Linked DNA regions of Arachis hypogaea: region 1 is linked to region 2. Evidence: chromatin contacts called from public Hi-C data. All regions are on one chromosome and are shown on one strand. Each heading gives the region's core, a stretch centred on a gene start, on an enhancer-like site or on the middle of the called end of the contact. The rest is flanking DNA. Distances are from core to core; before and after follow the strand shown.

Region 1 (4,396 bases), core at 617-3,116, 70 kb after region 2:
GTCAATTATATGTGTGACTAACTCAATTTTATCTAATTTTTATCGAATTAGTTTAAAATTGAAGTCAAAATTTGAAAATCAATTCAATAAAATATTTAGATAAAGTTAAAATTTAACTATCTATCTTATGTATATATCTATTTTTTTATCGATCAAATTCTTTTAAAATAAAAAAAAAAGATAAAAACTATAATTTAAATTAATTATTTTTAAATTAAATAATGTTTACAAATAATAAAAATTATAATTTAAATGGTTATGAATCTTTTATTTTATAAATATTCTCATCTAAATGATTCTTTTTATTTTTTTATAATATTCCACTCTAATTTAAAATCGCTAGTCCTATGGACATTAATAAAAGAAAAATGACATGTCTTTGTAATTCAAGGTCAAAACAATGAGAAGCCGAAGCGTTTGTGTTGCAGTGTAAGTAACCATGGCAGAATCTGCAGAGAATCCGACAAGTATTTATAAGACAGAGAAAAGAGCGAAGGAACAGACACGACACAACACAACATTACATAACCCCACGTTCTCATAGTCCAAGGTTTTTCCTTTTCATTATGTGTTTTATTCTTTTTTCAGTTTTTTCATAATATTAGTTTAATGTTTGTTTAACGGTCTCTTCTCATTTACCTACAATATTTAGGAAAATAATTAAATTTTATTAAGTTAAAAATTTAAAATTTTTAATAGATTTATAATGTATTTATTAAAAATTAAAAAATATTCTAAAAATATTTGTTTGCAAAATCTATAATTAAAAGAGAAAGATGAAAATATCTCTCTTATTATTATGATAAATATTTTTTCATTTTCTATTTTTATATTTCTACCGAGATTATCTCTCTAATTAATAATTCAATATAATTTTATTAAAAATTTAAAATAATTTTAAAATTTTAATTTATTTCATAACTTAAAAATTAAACCTTTTAAATTTTTTGATACAAAATTTCTGTTTGATGATCTTAATTAGCATTTAAAAAACATTCTTTAACAAAATTCTTTAAAAACGTATAAGTCATTTTTATTGAGAAACTAACATACCTAATAGAGTTTATTAAGAGAATTTAAAGTAGTTCTATATATTAATTTCTTCGTGAATTCAAAAAATTTAAAATAATTTACATTTGAAGTATTAATTTTAGTTATAAAGTACATATTAATGTATTTTTTGTTCATGTTATAGTTTAAAAATAATTAATATATAAAATAGAATCTAATTTAAAAATAGTCAAAATAATAATATTTAATTTTTTAAAATTCACCCTTTTTTTTATACTATTAAAATGCACTTTAAATACACTATTTTACACGCATACAAATATTTTAAGATGTTAACTATAAAAAAATTTACAAAAATATAAAACTTTAAAATTTTTAGGATTTTTTTTGTATGAAAATAAAAATATTGATATATTTTAATATTATAATTTTTTGTATTTTTTAATATTATAAAAAATACACAAATCAAAAGATTTAGTTTTTGTACTTTAATTTTTTTTATTTTTTAACATAAATCTAACAGTTTGATTTTGTATCATTCACAAATTAAATAGTCCAATTTTTATATTTTTAATAAATTAAATAGTCTAATTTTTATTTCTTTAATCAAACAATTTTACATTTAAAAATAACATTTCAACCATCTACATTTTAATAAAACACCAAAATAAAAAGTTCAAATTTTTATTACTTTTAAAGTGTATTTATTGCTGTTGTTTATTTATTACTCAATGGCAGAGAAGAAAGAGAATGATGTTAATATATGGCAGATTTGTTGGTAGCTAATAGGGCAATAGCATTGAGGCTACTGCCATAGGAATAGGACAATAGGCCCATAGGCTGAACTAAACTCTGTTTTTGCACACACGCGTTACTATCATGTGGGTCCCACTTTTCTCTATCTGACCTACAGTTACAGTCCTACCGATTTCCTCAGAAAAAAGTTTAGTTGAAAATAAAAAATTTCTCAATGACAATTGACAAGAGTTTTTTTTTTTCATTTTTTTATTTTAATAAATAATACAAATTAATTAAAATGTAAAATTTTATATAAAAAGTTTTTCGATTAATGATTAAAATTATTTCAGTTAATTTATTTATACCAAAACATAATTCCACCAGTAACCATACATATAAAACTATTCAAATAATATATAATATATATTATACTAAAATCAGAATCACCCCAAGCTTAGATAGATTTTCCTGAGATTCTTGTTGGTTTCTTCTATTAGAGGTCAATGGGAGCCGAAGGGAAGAACCTGACGAGTGACGTGACTTTAATTTTCCCCATCTTCCCATAAAGTGATAAAAACACCTAACAACAGGGTCGTATTGTATACCATTTTAGTTTTTTTACATGTAAAAATTAAAGTAGAGTTAGCAGAGAGGAAAAAAGGAAAGAGCAAAAAGATTAAAAGACAGCTAATATGTTTTTTTATAGGTATTATTATATTAAAATTATTATTAATAAAATTTTTAAAATTTTCATTTTTATAAATATATAAGAAAAATATATTAAATATTTAATTTTTGTATATTTTTTATAAAAAGCTTTCTCAACGATAATCCTTTTTTTACAGGTTTTTCAATAATAATCTTAATATTGTCCTAAAATACATATTAGCTAAATCTCAAATAACAAAAGTATACAAATTAAATTATTGCCAAAAATAGATTTTTTCAATTCTTTTTAGTTAATGTTGTCAAATGTGATCTTTCTAGAGATTTTAAGTGAAATAAGGAGAAAATGTGTGAAAAAATACTGTAAAATAAAAAATAACATTCAACAAAATCAATTAAAAAAAATAGAAAATCTATTTTAGTGGATTATATATTTTTGTTCATTTATAGACGACAAACACAGCCTGCAAAGTACAAACTAATGCCTGCAATATCTCACTCACTCCAATCTAGGATGCATGAGCGAAGGTAGAAACAAAATAAACAACAAACATTTCATCCATTTTTAATTCAAATCCTTGTTTGCCAAAGATAAAAAGCAAATAGTTTCAACCCTTTTTGGCTGCACACATAGTGCCATAGACGGATTTTTCTCTACAATAAATTAAAAAAATTATTTTTAAAAAAATATTAAAATAACTTTTAATTTTAAGATTTATTTTTGTTTTGGTATTTACTACAGTTCTCCTAATATCTAGGTGAACTACATCACATTTTATTTAATTTGCCTAAACAATAGACGAATTGCATGTAGCATCTCTTAGTTTGCGTAAAACCCTCAGTTCGACTAGATATTAGTCAAATTGTAACAAAACCACACAATATAAATACGAGTGTAAAATAAATTCATTTGCACCATACTACACACATTTATTTTCTTTACCTCTTTCATCTCTTTTTTTTTTTACTTTTTTATTTATAAAATGTTTCGAATACTGTTGTCAGTAATTTATTACGATAAAAAAATATTATTAGATCGTAATAGATCTGCTATATTTAATTTCTTTGAATCTATATTTATTGACATATTATCAAATATAAAATATCTAATGATGTTGAATAATTTTGTTTTGCATGCTATTAGTTCAAAAACAAATAAAAAATTAGTACAGATATTCAATAAAAACAAATGATATTTTTTATTATAAAAGTATTATTTTAATAAATATTAATTAATTAATAATTTTGTTTTGCTGAACTGTTTGATAACATTATTTTTATTAATTTGGTATTAATATCAATTACGTTATGATGAGGACGTAAAATTAATTAGGGCTAACATAATCATTCTTTTAGATTCACATTTTAGAATTATTTATTTATCTAGTTGATTTATATGAGGAGAGTTCTTCCGATATTGATAATGATATCCATTCAAGTGGGACTCCGAGAAGGAATATTAGGAGATTAATGACAATAATAGATCAAATCATGAAGATCAGAATATACCATCAGAAGACATATGGCACAAGCAGATATTGAAAACTATGAGGACTTTATAATCTATCTACTTAATATACTAAAATTGGGTTTTTTCTCAACTATTAAAGGTGATATGTCAATCTCTCATATCTCCGTTCTAAAACGAATAATTTTTTTTTTCTATTCTAAATTATTTTATTGTAATTATATTATAATTAATATTAAATAAATAATATATAATTATACTAATTTAACAACATATCTTCATTATAATTATATCAAATCAATATTTAATACACTATTAAACTACTTATCAATTATCAATTAAAAATATTTTTAATAATTTTAATGATAATAATAATATCAATAATAGTAATAATAATAATAAAAAATCTTTGTTACCCGATTCACGTATATTAAATAATTTTTTTAAATTATTTTATAAAAAATATCTTTAATATAATTATTTTGTATTTAATATTTATGATATTTATGAATA
Region 2 (4,165 bases), core at 1,023-3,522:
GCGACCCATCGGAGTTCACGGCGGCGCTCTTATCGACCCTAGAGTTGTCAAAAACTCCAACGGTTACAACAGTGCAAGGATCATAAACCTCCCAAGTGTATTGCTCATTCCACTTTGGTGACAAAGAATCAACCACAGTTCTTGTTCTAACCCATTTTGTTCCATACTTTGCAACACAATAGGAATCAATCGCACCCCCTTTACCTTCTTTCAATTTCACAGGCATAAGCCCTGTGGCACCCAAAATGCCCATCTCAAGAACACCAATGTGAGGCTTCCAAAGCCTCTTATCCGTTGGCCTAACATCACTGCTATACGTTGTAGCCTCATCAAGCACATGGTACCCTCCATCAAGCGAAACTCGAAGGTGAATCCGCGAACCAAACCTCGTCATAAGCTTGTTACCATCGTCAATTGGGAACCACCTCGAAGTCACCGGCTTCTCGTCTATTCCCCTCTCAACCGCGGCCACCGGAAGAGCCACTCTGGCCACAACCTCATCCCTCCCCGGCACAACCCGGTCCTCAACCGATACCAAAAGATAGTCCTCAAAAGGCTCAGCAACAACAAACAACAACTCCTCATTCCAATAAGGATTTGAGAAGCTCCTAGTGGCACTTGGTGCTGCAATCCTAGTCCTTAAAACCTGGTTCCCAACTTGAACCTTAGCCGAAAACTCGGGAAACCTGGCCATCAAAACAGAACCTTTGTCCCCTGAAATTATGTCCTGTGCCTCAATTACCGAAACCCTAAGGTACCACAACTTGGGGGAAAGATAAACCTTAGACTTAATTGAACTTAAGCCATCAAAATTCACATTTGCAGCCTTAGAATGCCATGCCTCAGCAAAAGCCTCATCAGCCTGAGTACCAAACCAAATCGAAACCATAACCTCGCCAGATTTTGCAACCTTTTCGCCCTTCTTGTTCTCCATTCTGTACCATTGTGGTGCCAATTGGCTATCAGGTGGAACCCTACTTGGAACCTCACTCAAATCAAACCAAACCCTACCAATGAAATCATCTTTGTTGCATTCCTTAACAATAATTTCAACAATTGAGGACTGAATGGAGTCTTTGGAGAATGCAAATACCTGGTCCCATTCTGAATTTCCCAAATTAGCCCTCTTTGTGATTCCTCTGTAGTTTCCAAGCTTCACCTCTGCAACAAGCTCTACACTGCTACCACCACCATTGCCGCTGCCGAACCATGCCACGTCAGCACCACGTGCCTTCACAACTCTAACATAGAGGTACTGCATTTGTTCCACAAGATCATACGTTGAACTTGTTTTGTCTTTCTTCAATGATTCACCACCAAGTTGTGGTCTTGTTTCTTTCAACAAGAACTCATTTGTTCCGCCGCTGCTGCTGCCGCCTCCGCCGCTGCTGCTGCCGCCTCCGCCGCCATGGAAAACACTCATTCCACCACCATTACCATTACCAGCAGCAATTCCAAGCCTTGAACCACCACTACCACCACCAACAACAGATGAAATAACAGGGTTAATAACAACGTTCTTGTTCTCACAGTAGTTCTGAATCTGCTGCATCACCATCACGTTCTTGTTCTCTTGAGCCAAATGCTCTTGTGTAGCAGCCATGTTAGAACCACCATGAAGCTTCTTGTTCTTGTTCTTCCTTGAAACAATAACAGAAGAAGAAGAAGCTATTATTCCATTGCTACCACCATCACCATCACTATTAATATCCTTTGTAGTGAGGTAAATTTTGAAAGTGACCTCACCCCTTATGTGAGAAAAGAGGCTTCTCTTGTCAAGTTGATACCTTTGAAGAGTTTCTTGGCCTTCTTTAACAATGGTGGTACCAGAAACTCTAACTTTACCGAGAAAGTTTCTGCAGTTAGCGGATCTTCTCTCGTTGAAGACATTGATTTCAATGGTTCTGTAAGGAAGGTTATGAAGGTCGTTGACATGGAAGAAAAGCTTTTGGTTCCAAACAGGGTTGAGGTCTTTGTACTTGACGTGCGTTCTTTGCCGTTGATTCTCGAACTCTACTTCGACGAACGGTGAGGATGAACCTTCGCCGTCTTTGGGCATGAGGTTGGTGGCTTCTATGATTTCTACTACGAGCTTCTCTTTGTTCATGGTAGTTGTAGTGGTGGTGGTGTTGAAGAAGGTTGTGGTGTTCATGTTGAAGAGTGAAGAAAACACAGAAGAGTAGAGAGAGAGAGAGAGAGAGAGAGAGAGAGAGAGAGAGAAAAGGTGGCAAAGTGAATTGAATGAAGGAATGAGAGAACGAGCGTGCTACAGAGTTTAGCTGCACTAGTAGATAGAAGATGGGACAGTGTTACGGTGACTTCAAAGATTTTGCTAAATATTCTGTTTTCTTCGTAATTAATTAACTTTTTATTAAATAAAGGTGAAACTGATGTGTAGTCGATTTTACGTTAAGTTGATAGATAAGAGTCGTTAGATAAAAATTTAATTAAATCAGTCAAATTATCTGACAATTTTAGTTATTAACTTTACGTAAAATCAACTGCACCTGAGTTTCTAACTTAAGTAAAACTTATTTGTTTTAAGTAAATTTTATTCTTTTATTTATTATAATTAGTACTAATAATTTATATTTAAAATTTAAAATTTAAAAAATTAATCATATAAAGTATATACTAATTAAAATTAACCATTAAAATTTATTATTAATATAAAATATTAAAAAAGAGTTAAAAATATATATATACATAAATATATAGTAATTAATTTTGATATATAAATAATATTTTTATATAAAATAGCATGTTTAATTTTTCAAAAATACTATGTATACATAAAAAATCAATCATTATGTATTTGTATATAAATATATGTGTTATTTAACTTATTTTATTCAATTTTAATATATATTTAATATTTTAATATATATTTTATACCAATTATTAATTTAGTTGCTAATTTTTAGTATACAATTAACATGATTATCGATAATTTAGTCTTACTCTACTTTTTTTGAGAACACATTTACTCTGTATTCTATCGTCAATAATACTAGAGAGACAAAAAGAACAATCAGAACTTGTTTTATTTAACATTCATTAATTATCGTAATAATTAATGAATATTAAATAAGACAAATTATTATTATTTTTGATTAATTTTTTTATTACCAAATATTTTCGTTCTATTATTATATATATTTTTGAAAATTGTTTTATGATAACTAATTAATAGAAAAACTTTAGGGGCAGCAACTTTATTGAATTCTGGCTAGTATGTAACTAGTAAAAGAAAAGTGAGTAATTTTACACTATTAAAAATTTAGATCCTCTAAAGTTTGAATTTTATTTTAAAGAATAAAGTGTGATCTCTCACCATTGATTTCATAGGTTGGACCAAGAATAAATATAAAAGAAAAATTAATTAAGGATAGAAGATCACACTTTACTCTCTAAAGTGAAATTCAAACTTTAGAAAATCTAAATCCCACTATTAAAATCATCATTAATGACTACTTGATAATTACAAATTGTTACCCCTAACACTCCTCTAATTAATAATGTAACAAGTTATATTTCTTTTTAACTACTCTATGTGAGTTATTTTAATGTTTACAAGTAATAAATACAAATCAAATTAATTCATTCAACTCGAAGAGTTATCTTACAAAATTTATTATCTACGAAAATTTTATTTATTACCATATTAAAAACCAAAGAGCGATGCTAGGGGCCAGCAATTTTTGTGATTGTTAGCCATCAACTAGCCATTAATAATGATTTGATGGTGTAAGATTGGTGTGAGATTTCATCCAATGACTCACTTTCTTCTGCTGGTTATATGCTGGCCAAAATTCAACAAAACTGCTGGTCCCCTAGACTTTTCCAAAACCGAAAATTACTAAAACATATAAGGACTAAAATGAGCATTAATTAATTTTTTTTTATGCAAAAGGTAAATAAGTTCATACCAATTTTAGTCATGAACACATTTATTTAAATAAATGTTCTTAATTTGTAATCATGATGAAAATATTAGAAATGACATTGTTCTGCCTTCTTCTTCCCTTTTTTTTTCCATGGTCATATCCATTTTTGTTGGTGGAATAAATAAGGATTTTATCGAAGGTCAAATATGCAGTTGTGCAGCTTGACAGGGGAGCTGGTGAATATGGAATGATGGTATACATGACTTTTTCTTTTACGA

Evidence for each region. Hi-C and Micro-C count contacts between places; a contact is called where the count stands out from the background.
Region 1: a contact with region 2 is called in a Hi-C map of leaf, with 3 times the contacts expected there. The contact joins the enhancer-like site here to the promoter of LOC112741378 in region 2. A contact is called at or near these places in 2 of 8 Hi-C or Micro-C datasets (leaf and an unstated tissue).

Annotation. Positions count from the first base shown.
Region 1 is chr2:22,829,570-22,833,965 of arahy.Tifrunner.gnm2.J5K5, forward strand. No RefSeq gene overlaps it. Among protein-coding and RNA genes, the nearest start is that of LOC140176795, 33 kb to the left of the region's middle. Within about 2 kb of position 1,867, at least 2 of the 3 cell types and tissues checked have open chromatin away from gene starts, as enhancers often do.
Region 2 is chr2:22,759,174-22,763,338 of arahy.Tifrunner.gnm2.J5K5, forward strand. It overlaps LOC112741378 (FT-interacting protein 3), which reads right to left and starts at 2,273. Exons shown (of 1, transcript XM_025790343.3): 1 at 1-2,273. The coding sequence starts at 2,152.